2 separate regions of the Sus scrofa genome follow, and region 2 is linked to region 1. Evidence: chromatin contacts called from public HiChIP or PLAC-seq data. All regions are on one chromosome and are shown on one strand. Each heading gives the region's core, a stretch centred on a gene start, on an enhancer-like site or on the middle of the called end of the contact. The rest is flanking DNA. Distances are from core to core; before and after follow the strand shown.

Evidence for each region. HiChIP or PLAC-seq counts read pairs in DNA pulled down with a chosen protein or histone mark.
Region 2: an H3K27ac HiChIP or PLAC-seq map of alveolar macrophages shows a contact between it and region 1. The contact joins the promoter of FFAR2 here to the promoter of CD22 in region 1. A contact is called at or near these places in 6 of 47 Hi-C or Micro-C datasets (blood, embryonic fibroblasts, fetal heart ventricle and 1 more) and 1 of 2 datasets of contacts at active chromatin or transcription factors (alveolar macrophages).

The regions. Positions count from the first base shown.
Region 1 is chr6:44,818,127-44,825,102 of Sscrofa11.1, forward strand. It overlaps CD22 (B-cell receptor CD22), which reads left to right and starts at 2,467. Exons shown (of 14, transcript XM_021097121.1): 1 at 2,467-2,612; 2 at 4,854-5,003; 3 at 5,250-5,630; 4 at 6,818-6,976. The coding sequence starts at 4,970.
Region 2 is chr6:44,897,993-44,904,650 of Sscrofa11.1, forward strand. FFAR2 (free fatty acid receptor 2) reads left to right here and starts at 4,723. Exons shown (of 1, transcript NM_001278758.1): 1 at 4,723-5,855. The coding sequence starts at 4,723. The coding sequence ends at 5,712.

The DNA of each region.
Region 1 (6,976 bases), core at 1,217-3,716:
GCATATGGACATTTTTGGGTCAAGGACTGAATCCCAGCCACAGCTGTAACCTATGCTGCCGCTTCGGCAATTTCATTTTTTTTTTATTGCCGAATAATATTTCCTTGTATGGATATGCCATATATTCTTTATTCACTCATCATGTGATAGACTCCAGGGTTGTTTCTATTTTTGGCTTTTGTGAATCATGCTGTTGTGATACGTGTTCAAATTTCTGTAGATGTGTTTTCATCTCTCTGGGGTACACACACTAGAAGTGGAATCCCAGAGTCGTGGCCGGGAGTGGGGCTGGGGGGTGATAAGGATCAAACCGCCACCTCCACAGTGACCTGAGCCATTTCAGTCAGGTTCTTAACCCTCTGTGCCATGGCGGGAGCTCCTTCGGAGAGTTTTTATCATGAAAGGGTGTTGAATTTTGTCAAATGCTTTTTCTGCCACAATTTATATAATCATATAATTTTTTTCTTCCTTGTCCTATTAACAAGAGATTACATAGTTTGATTTTTGAATATCGAACTAGACTTATAATCCTGGAATCATCCCCACTGGGTCATAGTGGTATAATTCTTTTTTTTTTTAGATGAAATTTATTTTGTTGTATAGTTGATTGAAAATGTTGTGTCAATTTCCGCTGTACAGCAAAGTGGTTCATATATATATACGCATACATATATATGTATGTACTCTTTTAAATATTCTTTTCCATTACGGTTTATCTCGGGATATTGAATATTTTGGGCTACTTGGTGGGACCTTGTTTATCCATATAATTCTTTTCATATGTTGCTGAATTTATCTTCTAGTGTTTTGGTAAGGACTTTTGCCTCTGTATTCATAAGAAATATTGGTCTGCAGTTTTCTTTTTTGTATTGTCTTTGTCTTTTGGTTTTGGTTTGGTTTTGGGGTAATACTGGCTTCATAGAGTCAGTTGGGAAGCATGACATTGTAAATTGACTTATACTCCAACATGAAAACATTGATTAAAAAAAAGAATGAATTGGAAAGAATTCTGCTGTTTTCCGGAAGAGATTATGTAGAATTGGTGTTAATTCTTCTTTAATGTTGGTAGAACTCTCCAGTAAAACCATATTGGCCTGAAGATTTCTTTTCCATGCGTTTGGTACCTACACGTGTAGCTCGCTATATCTTCTTAATAGCTTGACCCATTTCTTATTATATAGTATCCATCTCTGACTTTGGTCATTCTCTTTATTCCGAAGTCTACTTTATCTATTATTATTAAGCCACTCCTACTTTCTTTTTCTTTTGAAAAGTTGTATATTTAATTTTTTAAATAATGATTTTTATTTTTTCCATTTGAGTTGGCTTACAGTGTTCTGTCCATTTTCTACTATACAGCAAAGCAACCCAGTCACACAGATATACACATTCTTTTTCTCACACTATCCTCCATCGTGCTCCATCACGAGTGACTAGATATAGTTCCCTGTGCCACACGGCAGGATCTCATTGCTTATCTACTCTGAAAGCAATAGTTTGCAACAATTAACCTCAGATTCCCAGTTCCTCCCAGTCCCTCCCACTCCTCCTTTCTTTTTTAAAGAGAGATGTAATCAACACGTTAGTTTCAAGTGCGTAACCTCATGATTCGATATCTGTATATATTACAAATGATCACCACGATAAGTCTAGTTACTGTCCGTCACCATACTTAGTTACGATTTTTTGTGTGTGTGGTGAGAACTTTTAAGAACTTTTAACTCTTATTAACTGGCAAATACACAATGCAGTGCTCTTAACTGCAGTCACCACGCTGTACCTGACACCCTGGGATTTATGTATTTTACAACCAGACGTTTGTACCTTTTGTCCGCCTTCATCCCTTTTGCCCACCCCAACCCTGCCTCTGGCGCACACCAGTCTGTCGCCTGTATCTATGTGTTCGTTTTCTTTTTTTTCTTTTTATTTATTTATTTATTTTTTTGGGGGGGGTCTTTTTACCTTTTCCAGGGCCGCTCCCGTGGCATATGGAAGCTCCCAGGCTAGGATTCGAATCGGAGCTGTAGCCGCCGGCCTGCACCACAGCCACAGCAACTCGGGGTCTGAGTCATGTCTGCAACCTACCCCACAGCTCACGGCAACGCCGGATCCTTAACCCACTGAGCGAGGCCAGGGATCGAACCCACAACCTCATGGTTCCTAGTCGGATTCGTTAACCACTGTGCCACAACGGGAACTCCCTGTTTTCTTTTTTTAAAGATCCCGCATAGAAGTGAGAGCGCATGGCGTTTGTCTTTCTGTCTGACTTATTTCACTGGGCATAACTCATTCATGTCATGGCAAATGGCAAGATTTCCTTCTTTTTATGGCTGAATACTCCTCCTTTGTATGCATTTTCTTTATCCACTCAGGCACTTAGGTGGCTTCCATGTCTTGGCTACTATAAATAGTGCTGCAGAGAGCACGAGTTAGATTTTTAAGTTCGTTTTTGTTTCCTTCAGATAAATACCCAGAAGTGGAGTTGCTGCCACAGAGAGGCTGGGGGTGTGGCCATGAAGAGCGAGACTCAGTCACTGGCGACTTCTCTGTTCTTCCCCTTTCACTCTTAGAGGCTGCCAGAGTCCCCGAAGAGGGAAGACACGAGGAAACAGGTAAACACGGCTTTGTCCTCTTTTGCATTTAACAATCAAGTATGGAGCAGCTTCTATGTGCCGGGCACAGCTCCTGGGGCTGGAAGCACGATGGGGATGCCCCTCCTTTGCTCTTGCCTGGGTGACATAGGTTGTAGTCCCCTGCCTTTGAGCATCTTCCTTGCCAGGGCTGGTGGGTCTTTTGAGAGTAGGCTGCGTCCCTGGGTGCCCGGGAGGAAGGCTGGTCTCAGGGAGGCCAGCCCTGAGGTCCTGCAGGGCTCTCAACAGGACCACAGGTCTGCACAGCGGGGCCTGGTCCTGAGCCTTCACGCCCAGCATAGACCCATCCAAGCCTCCACAGCCCACCCGGCCTCTGCGGCCTTCCAGGCCCAGGCCTGGGGCCACGGCTTGGGCTCTGGAGATGGCCTGGGGACCATCCGGGTAAGCACACAACCCTGCTCTGAGAATCACTCCTTTCCTAGGCCTGGCCTCCTCCAGCGGGTTCCCAGCGAGGGTGTGACTGCTGGCTGCTGGCAGGGGAAGGGGGGCCACCACAGGCCAGCCCTTGCCACAGCCCTCCCTGGTGGAAACCCAAGGGGGACCCACCCAAATTCTACCCTTCAGTCCTTCAGGCCGCATACTGCTCTCCTGTCCCCAGGGTCAGGTGTAGACACGGCTGGTTAAAGGTTTGAAAAGACCTGCACTAAAGAGTCCTAATTCCCTTTTGTTTTGCCCTAAACCCATGTCCACCCAAATAAATGTGACCTTGAGGACTTTCCTGTGTGTGTCCTAACAGTCTCAGCACCTCCAGGGCCGTATCAGTTCTGCCTGGAAGAGTCTGGCTCCCTGTAAACCCCTCAGCCCTTATTTGCGCCCAGGCGGGACCGGCACGGCCGCTCTGCCCGGGGACGGGACCCCATTCCCACTGTCAGCAGGCAGCTTAGCCTCCGCCTTGGCCGCGCAGGACCCCCCCATCCCCCCTTGAGCCACACAGTCGCGGGAGATAAACAGCCGGAGGGGCTGGGGGTGGGGGCGCCAGTGGTGAGAAAGGTTGGCTGGGCAGGTGGGAGAGAGGCAGGTCGCTGCCAAGACCGGAGACACACTCAGTTGGCACGTCCTGCTGGCTCCCCGGGGACAGGTGTGAAGGGCACAGCCATGCAAATTGGGACTTAAATTTAACTCTATGTAAATGTAGTTCCATGTAAAAGTCTGGTGAGGTGGCTCCCCCGCCTCACTGCGTGCACACACACACACACATACACACACGTGGGCAGCGGTTGCCCACGAGCAGCCCTTGGACAACCTCTGGCCCGCAGACAGGTTTTGTTTGACTAGCACCGTGGGTTTTGGTGTATTTTTTTTTTTTTTAAATGGGACATTTCACATAAAACTCTGGCTTCTTACTTCTTTTAAATCAGTAGAGGAGTTCCCCTCGTGGCTCAGCGGAAACGAATCTGACTAGCAGCCATGAGGACACAGGTTCAATCCCTGGCCTTGCTCAGGGGTTAAGGATCCAGTGTTGCTGTGAGCTGTGGTGTAGATTGCAGATGTGGCTTGGATCTGGCTTTGCTGTGGCTGTGGTGTTGCCCAGCAGCTACAGCTCCGATGTGATCCCTAGCCTAGGAACCTCCATATGCCACTGGTGTGGCCCTAAAAAGCGAATAAATAATTAAATAAGTAAATAAGAAAACAGTAGGAGACCAGGCAGTGCTGAGCCCATGTTCTCATTTGGCAGTAACTGGCTGGCACTGAGACAGTCATGACCTTTACCCAGCATGACCATTGACCCCGCCCCAGATTTAAATCCCCACCTGGTAGATTTATGTCCCCACCCAACCCCTGGGGCATCTGAGTGAGACTCTTGCAAAAAGTTCTCCTAAGTCCTTTCAGACCCATCTAAACGTTCCTGGCATCGCACTGAAGTATTGGTTTAGGGTTGTTTTTGTCTCCCAGTCTTTAAAATTGAGGTTTGACCATGTCTGTCCCCTATCTAAAATCCTTTGCTCGTTGTCCCCAAGGTAAGCTCTCATTACCCAGGACCTGGCATTCAAGGTATTCAGTAGTCTGGTGCCACCCAAAGCCTGTGAGCTGGGCAGCAAGTTTATACAATTTTGGATGGATGGGTGTATGGACAGATGGAAGAAAGGAAGGAGTGGTGGGAAGAGAGAGGCTAGCACTACACGGTTCCCCTGTATCCAGAAAAGGCCCTGTGAGCTTCCAGAATTCCATACCCACCTTGTAACACGGGTCTCTCGGGATCAGGGAAAAGGGGTCGGAGCTCAGTGGGTGAGCAAGAAAAGCCGTCTGGAAGATGTAAGCGGCCAGATGGCTCAAAGACAAACTCTTCCCGGCCCAGGATCCTGCCCAGACACAGCACCATGCATCTCCTCGGGCTCTCGCTTCTGCTGCTCGGTAAGGACCGTGTCCTGGGCTGGTACCTGGGTTCTGGGGTGACTGAGGGTGCTGGAGGAGGAGTGCTCTGGGGCAGAGAAAAGCAAACGTGGGGCAGGCTGGGGACAGGCAGTGGGTGGGTGTGTGTGTGTGTGTGTACTCTCTTTGTGGCTCTCCTTCTCTCCCTGCCCGGAGGAAATTCCTTATTCCTTTGCGAGCTCTCCTCATCCCTCCCTCAGTAATGCTTTCTGTTCACTCTGGTTCCAGAATACTTGGCTTTCGCTGACTCCGCTTCCTGGACGGTCAATCATCCCAAGACCCTCTACGCCTGGAACGGAACCTGCATCTGGATTCCTTGCAGCTACAAGATCCCAGGGACTGGACACACCCTGGAAAACCTGACCGTGTACCACAATTTTGAGTATGACAAACGCACCAGGGACTACACGGGGACCGTCCTCTACAAGAACCAGAAGGCCAAGGAGTTTCCTTCTCGGCAGGAAAGGGTACAATTCCTGGGAAACGACAGAAACAACTGCACCCTCCTCATCAGCCCAGTGAACGTCAATGACACTGGTAAACTGGGGCTGAGGATGACATCGGTCGACAATAATAAATGGTTAGAGGCCATAAGCCTCAACGTCTCAGGTAAGGCCTGGGGAACGGGGTCCTCGCGTCTCGGCAACGACCGAGGTGGGAAACACTCAACTCCAGGGACTGATCATAAGCCAGTTTCCGGCAGAGGCCAGACAGGGGTGCCAGCCGGCAATGGGGGCAGCACGAGACAGGGGCGGCCAGCATCCCGCTTGCCACCCAGCTCCTGCCCATTCCAGAATCTGGGTTCCAGGTCGCCTGATTTTTCCAGAGAAGAGGGAAACCTGCATTTTCAAGGGAAATCTCCCGATGGGTGAATGTGAACGATTCATTCTAAGTCACGCTTGGTGTCTCCCTGACGCAGGGAGAGTGTGTGAAGCAAACACAGGTTTGGGGCCTCTGTCCTGGGGGCTGTGCTCACTCCACACAGTCTGTTTGTTCAGAGGGTGGTTCGAAGCAGCCCTGAGGTGGGGGGGTGAGAGCTGGAGCTTCAGATGCTGCCTTCTGAGGGCGGCCCGGCCCAGGGCACAGGCTGCATGCGGACCTCTCCATGAAAGGATCGCCCTGCAGGAGTTCCCTGTGGGATGTGCCTGATATTTGGGCCTTTCAACACAGGAAGTTTTGTCATCCAAGCTAAGAAACGTGTGTTGAACTAAACGGTCAAAATCCACTGAGGAGTGTGGGGAGGGCGATCCGGAAAACATTTAGAAAGCAAACATCAGGGTGTGTGAATGCAGTAGGTATAAACACAAAATGAGAAATTTCCATTGTGGCTCTGTGGGTTAAGGGCTGGATGTTGTCTCTATGAAGATGCAGGTTCGATCCCTGGCCTCCCTCAGTGGCTTAAGGATACAATATTGCAGCAAGTTGCAGCGTAGATCACAGGTCACAGATGCAGCTCGGATCGCACGTTGCTGTGCCTGTGGTGTAGGACGGTGGCTGGGGTGTAGGCTGGCAGCTGCAGCTTTGATTCGACCCCTAGCCTGGGAACTTCTGTATGCTGCCCTAAAAAGAAAAAGAAAGGGGGGGGGGAAATAAAAGCAATTCCTAAGGCGAATCAGCATTGTTTTAGCTGATGTTCCAGCTGAGCAGAGAAAGGCAGGTCCTGAGAGAGGTGGACTGGACTGGCCAGGGATTCCTGACGGGCTATTTGGGGCAGAGCATCTGAAGCCAGGCGTGAGAAGCTGGCACATGCTGGGCCAGGCTCCCAGGCCTCCAGCGTGGTCCTTATTCTTTTGCAGAGAGGGCTCCTCCACCCCTCATTCAGCTCCCTTCAGAAATCCAAGAGCTCCAGGAAGTCACTGCCAGCTGCTTCTTGAATTTCTCCTGCTCTGGGTATAAAATCCATCTGCAGTGGTCCCTGGAGGGGCATGCCAACACCTTGACCTTCCTGAATGTGG
Region 2 (6,658 bases), core at 3,473-5,972, 82 kb after region 1:
TGGTGTGGGTTTCAGACAAGGCTCGGATCCTGCGTTGCTGGAGCTGTGGTGTAGGCCGGCAACTGCAGCTCCAATTCAACCCCTAAGCTGGGAACCTCCATATGCCACAGATGCAGCCCTAAAAAGGAAAGAAAAGAAAAGAAAAGAAAAGAAAAAAGAAAAGAAAAGAAAGAGAAAAGATGCTATAAGAATGCAAAATAACAGACGCTAACTCAATCTAGGAAGTCAGGGAGGGCTTTCTGAAGGAAGAAATACATACTAGAAAGACTAGGAATTAACAGGGGAGGCTGGAGTGGGTAATGAGAAGTAAGAAGCATTTCAGGAAGAGGCTTCGAGGGCCCCTGGCAGAAGGAAAGATGGCACATTCATGGAGGTGAAAGATAGTTTTGCTTGGAGAGCAAGGAGGGAGAAGAGTGATGTGAATTAAGGCTGAAAGTTTGCAAGGGCCATGCCAAGTGGGCCTTATAGGCTCTGTTAGGGGTTTTAATATTTATCCTAAAAGCAATAAGAAGTCTCTGAAAGGGGAGGTCCTGTCGTGGCTCAGCAGAAACGAATCCAACTAGGAACCATGAGGTTGCGGTTCGATCCCTGGCCTTGCTCAGTGGGTTAAAGATCCAGCATTGCCGGAAGCTGTGGTGTAGGTCGCAAATGAGGCTCGGATCCCGAGTTGCTGTGGCTGTGGTGTAGGCCGGTGGCTACAGCTCCTACTTGACCCCTAGCCTGGGAACCTCCATATGCCACAGGTGTGGCCCTCAAAAGACAAAAGACAAAAAAAAAAGAAGCTCCTGATAGGATTTTAAACAAGATGGTGGTATAACTGGCTTGACATTTTAAGAAAGATCCCACTAGCTGCAGTATGACTGAAACTGACTTTTGGGAGAGTGAATGGCTGTGAGGGAGCTGGTCATGGCCCCTGCCGAAACCCTGCTAACAGAGGGTGGTGGTTAACACTGAGATGGGGCAACGGAGCTGGAGAGAGATGGACAGATTTGTTAGGTATTTGAGAAGTATGTTGGGCTGCATCCGGAGCACAAGGAAGAAGATGGTGTCAAGACTGACTTTAAGATTGGCTCTAGGATTATGGCTCAGGGATGGGATGGGGAGAGATCTTAGTTTCCAAGGTGGAGAACGCTGGAAGCAGGTTTAGTGTGGTTGAGAATGTCTCCAGTCAGTTCTGGATGCAATGAATTTCTGGTGCCCGGGAGACATCCAAATGGGAACGTCTCCTAGGCTGTTGGACATGTGGATTTGAAAGCTCACAGCAGCCCAGGAGAGAGGTTCAAAACTGGGGTTTCTGAGGACGGTAATTGACACTGTAGAAATGGATGCAACAAACAGAGAGAGCGAGGGAGAGAGAGAGAACATAGGATGAGGATAGGAAAGAACCTAGAAGCAAGCCTTAAGGAACTCTAACCTTTGGAGGATGAGTAGGAAAGGTGAGCTAGCAAAGGAAATTAAGAAGTGACCAAAGATCAAGCTAATTTCCTTTATGTGTGGGTCATCTGCCCTCTCCTGGGCAAAAGTAATACACAAAAGATCCATCTGACTCAGTTAGTCTAGGGGGAAAAAAAAAGAAGTGGGGGAGAAGACAGGGAAACTAGAAGAACACAACCTGCAGAATTCATGGAAAGAGAATGTTTCAAGAAGGGTGTGGAAACTGTTGAATGTTAATCAAACAGGAAGAAGATGTCCACTGCATTTAGTAACTGAGAGTCACTGCTACCTTTAGGAAGAACAGGTCCTGTGGAAAAACAGGGATGTGATCCAGATGAGGGTGGACTGAGGGATGACTGAGGAACAAGGAAGTGAACGAAGGGATTATTCACTTTCGATACCGTAAGTAACTTTAGATAACGGGTCTAATTTCCTTCCAGTTCTGACAAGCTGGGTTAAAATGATGACAGAAAACTGAACTTGGAAGAGATTGTGAAAGATACAGCTTTTGTGAAAGTCCCTGAATGCAGCTGAAGGATTGCGCTTCTTTTTCCTGTGGCATCGGTGGGCATGGTGAGTCGTCCATTCAAAAGTCCTCCTTTATCATGCTACCTTCATAACTGCCCTACGCATGGAGAAGGGGGCTTATGGGGGACCTTCAGCACAGGTGACACAGCTGTGATATGAGAAGGGCATGAGGTGGGGGAAAGGGGAGGCAGAGATAAAGAAGCAGACCTAACTCCTGTTTTCCAGTAAGTTTCCAGTTTGCAATGAAATCCAGATCCTTGAGAATATTTATAGAAAATCATAAAAGCAAAACGACACAAATAAACTTTGTAGCAAGCAACACAGAATGGTTTCTTCCTTAGCTCCCCTGTTAATCTGGGAAGTGTATGTGGGTGCTAGGGAAAGGAAATAAATGAAAAGAGAGAACTCCTGGGTTCTAGAGGTGAGCAGAGCTAAAGGGAAAGAAAAGTTAAATATTAAGAGACCTGGACGCTGGGGTCCTAGGCCACAAAACTAAAAACAGTCGGTTGAATGAATGAATGACTGAATGAACGAACAATAACGGATAAGGGTAAGTCCTAGGGGAAGAACAGAGATCCTCCCAGCAGGGATCAGGCCACAGATGGCGAAACAGAGACGTCTGTTCCCTGGGTCAAGAGAAAACATTCTGATTATCTGTTTCCTCACGTGTGTGTTTCAAAAGGACTTTGAGGAGCTTCTAACCTGGAGCTATATGGGTCAGAGAGGAAGAAATAGTGAGAAAAGAACAAAGGTGGCTCAGAAGTTGGGGCCAGCCCCCAGGAAGAGGGACCCCCACAGGGGAAGGGAACGCAGCCCAAGCACCCCTCCCGTAGGAAGAGCCATGCAGGCACATGGCTCCTTCTGAATCCCTGCTGCTTTCCCAAGTCAGATGGCAGGTCTGTGCCCTTGGTCTTTGGATATTCTACCAGGGGGCCCACATTCTACAAAGCTATCCAACAGGCTTGGGAGGAGGGACCACTTCCATTTATGTGCATCCTTGTGTGAAGCACTAGCTCCTATGCTTTATATCTGCTGCCTCGGGGTCTCTCACAGAAACCCTGGGATGTAAGCATTCTCACCCTCGCTGGCCTAAAAAGGAAACTAAAGTTCAAAAAATTGATCTGCCTCAAGGTCACAATGAAGGAAGGAACTTGGCTTTAAGCCCACATCTGCATGACTCTAAATCCCACGCTATTTCCACCATAACAAGACAAGGGCTAGGAGAAAGCAGTCTGTTCCAACAGGGAGGACAAAAGAAACTTGTTGGGAACAGAAGGCAAGAAACTAGATGGAAAGGGAGAACTGAAGAATAAAAGAAAGCAGAAAACCTCTTTTCTAAAATTGAGTAGAATCACAGAAGATATCACAGAGAAAAAAAGATGAGATGATCTGACTTGGGAAATGGAAAATATAGCTGGGATTGACAAAAAAAAAAAAAAAAAAAAAAAAAAAAATCAGAAACTGAGGACGGGAAATCCAGGTTGGAAATCACAGTGAGGATCTCTAAGGAGAGGATCGAGATGCCGGCCCCCTTTCCTTTGGGTCCGAGAGGAGACAGCGCTCAATTACTGACCTTCCCTCTCCGGTCACATGATGCATGCTGGTATAAAAGCTTTCTACCAGCCAGGTTCCTTACAATTTTTTTCCTGTGCGAAATGGGTGGTAGCAGTGGCTAAAACTCTGTTCCTCTTTCCTAGAAGCTTTCAGACTTTTCTCCAGGACCCATCACAAGAAGCCATCTATCCAGAACCAAGACCAGGCAAGGCAGCAAGCTGAGTGCTCACGCTCTGGGAAGTGATGCTGGGATCAGAGCTGGAGGGGAGAGTGTTGCGGGGGTAGGGGGGCCGGAGGAAGTCTGTCGGAAATCGAATGTAAAGACCAAGTCCAGAGACTGGAGCCGGGGGTTGGGGGAGGAACCGCGGACCAGGCCCTAAGCCTGGAGAGAGGATGTGGGGGGCCAGACCTTGCGTGGGCAGCAAGGGTTACAAACCAATCGGAAACTGCGTTACCCCATTAGGAAGAGTTCCTCTGTTTCCTGTCAAAACATAGACCAGTTACCGCCCATGTGCTTTTTCTGAATGTTCTCTAAGGTCTTTAGGGGATCAGGCTGGCTTACCCTTCCTCCCCGCGCCCCCTCCCTGCACTGCTCTAGCCCCTCTGTCTAACGCAGCATTGGACAGGGGAGGACAAGGCAGAGGAGAATCTGTTCTGCAAAAGGCGAGGAAAACAGGTAGGGAGGCAGGGAGACGGCTTGGGGCTGGGCACCTGCTTCCTGGGCGTGTGGCGGGGTCCTGGGTCTCAGGGCCTGGGTTTTCACAGCCAGGGTCCTCCTGAGAGACGTCTTCCAGCTCCCTCCCTGCGGTGGCAAGGCTGGCCTTTTCTCTCTGCAGGTCTCTGACTGAGGGAAGGACTTAAGGAAAGTTGGAAACTGATCACTTCCTGTATCTGTGAGGAGAGAAGGAGAAAGGCTGGGAAAACCGGAGGGGGAGTTCCCTGGGGAAGCCAAGGGTTGGTCTCCCCCAGAGACACATGATGGCAAACGTAATAACTGCTGCTTAATATCCCGCCCCAGGCAAAGTCAATAATTGCTCTGGGCAGTTCTGGCAGGTGGTGTGAGCCAGCAGTGCTAGTGGCAGAACGCCTGGGCCGGGAAAGGGAGCGTGCCAGGGAGGATGTCGGCAGACTGAACCAGAGGAGGGTCCGCAGAATGTGAGTGGGGCCTCCTGACCCTGCCCCTTTCCATCCTCTTCCAGAACAGTCATGCTGGACTTGCACAGCTCCGTGATCCTCACGGCCTACATCCTCATCTTCCTCACTGGTCTCCCAGCCAACCTCCTGGCCCTGCGGGCCTTCGTGGGGCGCGTCCGCCAGCCCCACCCTGCACCCATCCACATCCTCCTGCTCAGCCTGACGCTGGCAGACCTGCTGCTGCTGCTGCTGCTGCCCTTGAAGATCACTGAGGCCGCGTCTAACTTCCGCTGGTACCTGCCTGGGATCGTCTGTGCCCTCATGGGTTTCGGCTTCTACAGCAGCATCTACTGCAGCACGTGGCTCCTGGCGGGCATCAGCATCGAGCGCTACCTGGGAGTGGCTTTCCCCGTGCAGTACAAGCTGTCCCGCCGGCCCTTGTACGGAGTGATTGCTGCTCTGGTGGCCTGGATCATGTCCTTTGGTCACTGCACTGTCGTGTTCATCGTTCAGTACTTGAACTCAACCCAGAAGGCCGAGGGTATGAACGTCAGTACCTGCTATGAGAACTTCACCAAAGAGCAGCTGGACGTGGTGCTTCCCGTGCGGCTGGAGCTGTGCCTCGTCCTCTTCTTCATCCCCATGGTGGTCACCATCTTCTGCTACTCGCGCTTTGTGTGGATCATGCTCGCCCAGCCCCACGTGGGGGCCCAGAGGCGGCGCCGAGCCGTGGGGCTGGCTGTGGTGACACTCCTTAACTTCCTGGTGTGCTTCGGGCCCTATAACATATCCCACCTGGTGGGCTTCCACACGAAGGAGAGCCCCAAATGGCGCGCGGAGGCTGTGGTATTCAGCTCCCTCAACGCCAGTCTGGACCCCCTGCTTTTCTATTTCTCGTCTTCAGTGGTGCGCAGGACCTTTGGCAAAGGGCTGCAGGCGCTGCGGAATCAGGGCTCCTTGCTGCTGGGCCGCAGAGGCAAAGAGACCGAGGAGGCGGCGAACGGGGACAGGGGTGTGAGTCAAACCGAGGGAGCGCCGAGTTCTGACTTCACCACCGACTAGGGGTGTCCCTGGACCTTCGGGGGCACTCAGGGTGGTGTCTGGGTGGAGCAGGCTGGGCATCAGAGAGCAGGAGGGTTCCTGTCCCCGGCTCAGGAATCCTCAGACCCAGTCCCCCACTGGGATTGTAAAAACCCATCTCGCTCACCACCTCGGAAGCCCTTCCTGACTGAATTTTCTGTCACAAAGGAGCACAGCTCCTTGACAAAAAGAGAGATGGTCAGGCAGAGATGCACCACCGGACCAGAGCTGCACAGGCCACTCAGCTTGCATAATATAAATTTAGTCCTTGTGGGATGGTTGGTAGCTGAAGCGGAAGGTCCTAAAGCAACCTTGCGACCAGCTTCGAAACAATACCTACACCCTGGCCGGGTTCTTGGTGCTAGAAAGACGCCAAAGGGCAAGACATAGACGAGAAATACTAAATGAGGTCAAGGAAGATGCAGGAAGGTTCTGGACCAAGGGACCAGGAGGAAGGATGGGGACTTGGGCCTCCAATGACCCAGGTCTGGATGGGAGCCACCCGACCTGCCGCTCTGTAAGTCTGCCCCAGCCGTCTTCATGGGTGTATCTGGTCTCCCCATTAAACTGGGAGCCACCTGAGGTCTGGGCCTTGGCGTCCTCCCACACACACACACCCCAAGCCCCGCCGCAGGTCAAAACCCAGTTAGGCATCCATCAGTTAGAGGTTAAGAGTGAATAGCACAGGAAAAGTCAACCTGGTCTGGCAGATTGAAAATAAAGACTATAAAACTCAGAAGTGAGTGTCCACAATTTTTGTAACATTTCAGCAAACACAAGGAGAGCAAAAATGGGGATGGAGACTCAGACTCAGCAGCAAAGCAGGAGGGTGATGCACATGAAACCACAGAAATATGTTAAAGATGTCGCAAGAGGGGTGTACGTGAGTAAGTGCAGTAAGTACTGACAGACGCCGGTTTAGACGGAT